Regions from separate parts of the Mus musculus genome. Here region 2 is linked to region 1. Evidence: chromatin contacts called from public promoter capture Hi-C data. All regions are on one chromosome and are shown on one strand. The core of a region is the stretch at or near the end of the contact, and the rest is flanking DNA. Distances in the headings are between cores, read along the strand shown. Region 1 holds the start of Ranbp6 (RAN binding protein 6). Region 2 overlaps Uhrf2 (ubiquitin-like, containing PHD and RING finger domains 2).

Evidence for each region. Promoter capture Hi-C pulls out the DNA fragments that hold promoters and counts their contacts.
Region 2: a promoter capture Hi-C map of the HPC-7 cell line shows a contact between it and region 1. A contact is called at or near these places in 18 of 39 promoter capture datasets (3T3-L1-derived adipocytes, the C10 cell line, the HPC-7 cell line and 11 more), 59 of 484 Hi-C or Micro-C datasets (the AtT-20 cell line, B cells, the BV-2 cell line and 21 more), 14 of 130 datasets of targeted methods (the 230-238 cell line, bone marrow-derived macrophages, cardiomyocytes and 6 more) and 1 of 9 other capture datasets (macrophages).

Annotation. Positions count from the first base shown.
Region 1 is chr19:29,810,951-29,814,294 of GRCm38.p6, forward strand. It overlaps Ranbp6 (RAN binding protein 6), which reads right to left and starts at 2,024. Exons shown (of 1, transcript NM_177721.4): 1 at 1-2,024. The coding sequence starts at 2,000.
Region 2 is chr19:30,049,556-30,052,900 of GRCm38.p6, forward strand. All of the region lies in intron 2 of Uhrf2 (ubiquitin-like, containing PHD and RING finger domains 2), which reads left to right. Among named protein-coding and RNA genes, the nearest start is that of Uhrf2, 21 kb to the left of the region's middle.

The DNA.
Region 1 (3,344 bases), core at 774-3,273:
AACTGCCAGCCATCGTCGTCACTCATGTTCTCCACATCCTGTGTGTCTAAGAGAGCGACATCAGGCTTAGCTGAAGCAGTCTTGATAAGTGGCTCAATAACCAGTGGGAGATATTGCTCAAAGTCTTTGCCAAGGATTTTACACATTCTAGCCCAGGCTGAAACCATGTAAGAAGTCTGAGGGTCATCATCTTCCATGTTATTTAAGTCTGATTGTGTTTTCAACAGTAACTGCATCACATTTGATGCATCTTGCATAAATTTTTCCTTCCCAACGGCAAGTCCAACATGGCTAATGCATTCAATAGTTTTTCCTCGAAGAAGCTTGAGTTCCTTTTGAACAGCGAGCTCAACAACGTGTTTGAGTGAGGGCATAAATATATCATAATATGGAATAAAGCTTTCTTCTATTGCATCTGCAACGGAAGCAATGGTTGTCACAAGTTGTTCTAAGGCCAACTTAGTTCCATTCCGAATCAGCTCTTGAAGTTTAATTACCAAGATGGAATGGAGACTTTTTACCATATTTTCCAAATATAGAATTAGCAATGACTTGGGGCAGTCTTCAATAAAAATAACAAGAGCAGAAGCTGCGTGAGATTGCACACGTTGATTACCTTGGTTTTCCATGGTTCGCAACAAAGCTGTAATCACTATCTCATGGAATTTCTTTTGGAAACTAGGTGCAAAATCTGTAGCCATCTGTCCAAGTGTAGTACAGGCAGCAGCCCTTACCCTTGGATGAGGATCCTGAAGAAAAAGTAAAACCGAGTTAACTGTTTCATCTAGAATTGGTTCCATTTGCTGATGGCAACCTTCTCCAATGGCTGATAAGGCCATTAATCCGGCGTGTCGACATTTCCAGTCAGGGCTCTGAAGCATCTGCATGATATGCTCCTTGGTCATTGGCAAAACAACTTTCCCACCAAGTCCACAAGCCAGTCTGTCTAGGGCACTCTCAGCAGCAACCGCATTGCTGTCAAAGTCATCTTCTTCCATTTCATCAGCATTTACCCAGTCATCATCATCTTGAAGATCAACCATCATTGCTAATATATGAGGCACAGCCTGTGCAATAATATTCGTATGCTTTTTCAACATTGGAGTTGCAGTTTCAGATAAGGTGACTATTACTTCCAGAGCCAGCTGGCGTTGCAGGTTACTAAGCCTAGAGTCTCCACACAACTTCAGGCTCAACTGCAGAGTATCTTCTAGATAGGGACCCAAGTACTTAGGTACAGTATCTGCAATCTCAACAAGGGATTCTAGCACAGAATCATCATCCTGGTAGCAGGAATCATTCACAGCCTGTAAGATCCCAGGAAGCAAATCCGCAAAGTCTTTGAAAAGAGCAATATTGTTTTCATTAGCAAGGACGAACGTAGCTGCAGCTCTAGCAGATAATGTCCTGATTGCTGGATGCTCCTGATCTTGAATACACTGGTCCAACAACCTCTTGATGATATCCAAATCGTGACGATCCTGGTTCCCAAAAATCCCAGGAAAGTGCCAGAAAACGTGAAGTGCAACTTCCCACAGAACCACATTTTTAGAGTGAATCGAATCAATGAGGAATTTCAGACCTTCTGGCCAATGGTTAGTGCCACTCTCATCTATCAAATTCCTGGCCAGCACCGCAAAAATATCACAAAGCTTTTTCCTCATGCTAGCATGTGTTTCTAACTTAACGGCCAGTATCAGTTCAATCTTGACATCCCTCTGCACTTCAGGAGGTAGATTTGGATAGACCTCCTCAAACCCTGAGGACAAAAGCCGTCGTAGCAGTGCGGCAGCCATTTGTCTCACCTCATAACCTGCTCTTCTATTTCGGACGGCGTCTAAGAGAAATGTAGTCTTACACAGACCTGGGATATTCTCATAGACCTCCTCGGCTTGCCTCCGCACCATGCAGCTTGGATTGATCAGGTTCTTCAGAAGCTGGTAAAACTCCTGCTTTTCCGACACGGTCGCCGGCAACCCTGCAGACCCGGCCGCCGCCATCGCGTCCTGTCAAAGCTACCGCGACCGGGAAGGAGGGAGGGAGTCTGCGGCTGGGAGCGGTGACGTCAGTGAGGCGACGCCGGGGATGGGCGGGGCGCTGCTCCCACTCTCCGCTGCGGCGGGGTGAAGCTGGCAGGCGGGGGTCTGGGTTTTACAGGGTGGACGGAGCTGAGTGCGTTTTAGGGGTATCGTCCTGTTCTCCGACCGATGTGCTCCTGTAGAGGCTGGAAGGAGATGGGGAGAAATTCGCTCCGCAAGTCTACATACTGTATGATGCCGTTATTGTTTGTAAAAGACCTCGAATAAGCACCTCTAGACGAACTTTAATTAGCACCTGCTATGGAGTGAGGGAGGAGGGAAGAATGGAGTATAACTGCTGTCCGGGGATTTCTTTTTGAGGGTTGGTAAAAATGTTCTGCAGTTGATAGTGATGATGGTTCCCCCAATGTCATGCCGTTCTACTAAGAACTACCGAATTATACAATTTAAATTGTTAACTGGGTATAGTGAGTAAAACCATAATAAAACTACTTGCAAAATAAACTCAATCAAAGGTTAATGATTTCCTCCCCGTTGCCACACCCAAAGAAGTAGAACCCGAGATGTTCAAACTCGGGCGTACATCCCAATCTCTTGTCCTGTGGATTCTAACAGAGTGGGAAAGACAAATGAGTAAGGTGGGAGGTGATCTGGAGTAATGATAATGAAGCTTCTTGAATCCTGGTCTTCTATATACATTACTTTTGTATTTTTGTTACTCAAGATTTTCCTTATGTGTTTCTAAACTGTAATATGACAGTTCAGTTATTAGAATCCTAATTACCCATGAATAGGAAGCTGCAAAGATTACCCTAAGAACAAATTCCCCAAGGCTATGTATTTTTAATGTAGGCAGATGAGTTATTTAAAACCATAATTATAAGGTGTAACAGTCTGAGATCAGATCTTCCTCTCTGCCAGCCATTGTCACACTCATTTCAGCCCTAGGTAATTCTGTAAGGCTGATAAAGGCAGACAAAGCACTACTTTAAACCAAGAAATGAAGAGCCAGAGAGGCTGAGGCTCACAGCAGATGAGTCTAAATTCTACCTAGTCTTAAGGCAGTGGCACCTTTTGTCACCACAGAACATCCCCTATAGCCGCTGTTGCTTTTGCAACGTCATCAGAGACCTTCATTTATTGTGTTCTGTCTTAAACTTTGCCAAGAAATCTGAATTTCAGTCTTGTGAAATTCTGCTGCATATACACACAAAATGGAGAAAGTCTAGTTTCACATTAACAAGTTGACTGACCAAATAGGTGGTCTCATAAATTAATTTGTAATATGAAACTAGTCTCTGAACA
Region 2 (3,345 bases), core at 1-2,500, 240 kb after region 1:
TTTCCATCACAGGTTTCAGGCAGCCTGGACAACGTAGTGAGTGGTGTTCTCTCCCTTACCCTCAAAGATGAAGAAAGGAAAGCAGAGAGGACTGGTCGTTCCAGTCTGTAATCTCAGGTACTCAGGGCTGACTGAGGCTGGGAAATTGGAAGTTCAGGGCCTAGGCACAGAGTGAGGTCTTGTCTTAAAATAAACAGTTAAAAAAAATAAGTTAATTTTGTAGTTGAGAAGTCAGTAGTTGCCTAGCATATGTGAGGCCATATGTACAGTACCTAGTACTGCAGAGACAGGTCCAGAGCATGCTGGATGAGCAGCAGTCCTCCTAGTATTGCTATTGGATATTATCTAAGCTTCAGTTACCTTGCTTCTTATGCTTCGGTTTTGTACCTTTCTAAAGTGTATGACCTTTTCTGTATGTGAAGATTTTATATGTGTGTGCGAGTGTGTGTATATGTACATATATGTGTGTGTATGTATGCTTTTGTGCTTGCTTATTTTCTACTTTTTGAGACAAAAACTCAATGTGTAACCAAGGTGCCTTGCACATTTTGTACCTCAGTATTGAGAGTATTTGTTTTATACGCATGCACCACAATCATGCCAAGTTTACATGTGGCCTTTGTGTATTTCCTTTCAAAAGACAGTTTATTTGTGATCCTTATCCTTTTATTAACGTACATACTCACACCAGCTTTGGTTAGATGAACAAAAACAGTAAGGTTTTTTGTTTGTTTTAATTAAGCCTTTTAAGTCTTTGTCTTGAAAGGTGCAAATAAACATGTATGCCTTTTTAAAACCTCATCAGATTACAGGTGTGCACTACTATACTTGTGCATATAGCTAGTTTGTTTTTAAATAAAAATTAAGGTCAGATTTAATCACAGGTTCATGTGACTTATCTACTTCATCACAAAATCTAGCCCCAAACCATGCTGCTTATTTTTATATACAAATTTACATGTTTTTTAAAATATATGAAGTATATATATTCTTTGATATTTTGACACCCGTAAAGAAACCTTGCTTTCTGGGAGAGACGAGATTGCCTTTCTTAAGACTAGTGAATTCCTTACTTTGTTTTGTGAATTCCTAGAAATAATACTCTGTCAGAGAGTATGTCTTTAATATACAGCAGGGCAATTCTGAGTCCATACCCTAGTCACATCTCTTATCTCTGTCTCACACACTAAAACAGTATTCTACTGATCATGGCAAGGATGTTCTGTCAGACAACTAGAGACCTTCCCAGTAGCCTGGGGCCCACTGTGACACATTCATATTAGCTAATCTTAGATTGTTTGCCCTGGCCTGGCCTGGCCTGGCCTGCTTTGCCTTCCTAGGGAAGACAGAGTAAAGGCTCTTGAGCTATGCTTTCCCCTCATTTCGTCTGCCTCTTTTAGTTTGTGTGTTTGTTTTGTGTTTCTCTGTGTATCCCTGGCTATTTTGGACCTTACTACATAGACCAAGCTGACTTCAAGCTCAGAAATCCCCTGCCTCTGTGCTGGAACTAAAGGCACGCGTCAGCAGCGCCTAGCTCTTCCGCCTTCCATTGCTTTGCTGTGTGAATTGAATTTTTCTTTAAATAACATTAGCATCTCCTTTTTGCATTTTAATTGTATAAATTAGAATCTTGTGGGTCTCTATAATTTGAACACTTCCAGATACATTATCTTTTTGTCATGCTGTATCTTCACATTGACTGTTTTGAAACAGGGTCTTACTATTAAACTGACTGATCAACTCTTAGGATTGTTCTATCTTAGCCTCTCTTGGGCTGTGTTTATAGGAACATGCTACCAGATGTCCACTCTTCTGACTAACTCTTTCTGTTAATTCCTCCTAAGTTACTTAGAAGGGGACTACCACAGTATCCTGTTTTTATATTAATTTTATGGTTTAGTAGTTTTTGTTCTGAGCTGCCATCAAAACCCAGGCTCTACAAAAGAGTTTCATTTCTTCCATGCAGTTCAACCTGTTTAAATGTTTCCTTAGCATGTTTTTGTAGCCGGACTTTACTACTTTGTGGGATATTCTTTTTTTCACCCTTTTTCCACGCTTTCAACCTCCTGACACCAGATAAGAGAGAAAAAAGTATAGAGGGAAAGCAAAGATATCCCTGTATAAAGTCAGCAGTCAGAAAGAGTAGGATGTTATCGATAGACTACTTCCTGCTAATTAGGGGCATTGAGTTCCTTAAAGCAAGTTTGATCTTTGCTGTTAGGATATCCAATTTCTTCTTGTTTCTTCTTTGCATAAGACTACTTAACAGCAACCAATAACCCCAGTGCCCTAGCTTTATATCCCTCTGAGAAGTCCCCAGAATTCCTGATATCAAAGAACTGCAGAAATGCATCTGCAGCTGGCAAAAGCAGGCCCCTGCTGGAGCATGAGGCAAATCATAGTCAGCTGCTCTGGACAATCTGAAGCAGCCCCATATTCCACACTTGGGAATAAAATGAAAGCAAACTCTTATAATATTTCTGTGTTTTTTAAAGAAACCAAAATTTGACAATTATCACTACATATCTATATATTTTACAATGTATTAGAGTTTAAAAGCACCACCAGCCACCTTTTTGTTTGCAGTATTTGTAAGTGGTATGCTAGTAAAACAATAGGATAATAAAACTTGAGTTTTAGATTTACATACTCAAATGACAATCCTTACTTTTAATGAACTTTTAGGTTATTCTAAATAGTAGCCTTACATGCGAGCTTTTTGCAAATTTCAGCATTTCATTTTAACTGCTTACAGATCCATAGTAGAGTTTATATTTGTGTAGGGATTTTTTTTTTAAAAACTTTGTTTTTGAGACAGACTGCTGTGGTCTCCTGTATAGCCTAGGCTGGCTATGAACTTGTGATTCTCTAGCCTGAGCTTCCAGAGTGCTGGGATTACAGATTACAGCACCCCACCCCACACTTCAGGTTAAAAGTGTAGTTCTATTGCTGTTTTTTTTAAATATCAACCATATATTGCATACCCTGTTACAATGATATAAGTGGAATACAAAATGAAATACCACATCTTGGCGTTCTGTGAGTAAATAGTAACTTAAGTTTATTCTTATCTTTATCATTGATTACTTTTGTTTTACTTTTTGCTTACAAGAGATTGTCTTTAAATTTATTAGTTACTATAGTGGAAGAAATAAGCCTGTATTCATTTAATATGTAAATTAATTTATATAGTAGATAGCATGTTTATTCATGATTCTTTGTTTTACATAACCTATTTGACCATTATTTTATTAGTAGTAGAAGTAGTAGTTGTCTTTCTCTCTCCCTTCTTCCCATCCTTCTGTTTCCCTCTTCTAAATGCTTTCCTTTTATGTTGTATTAAAG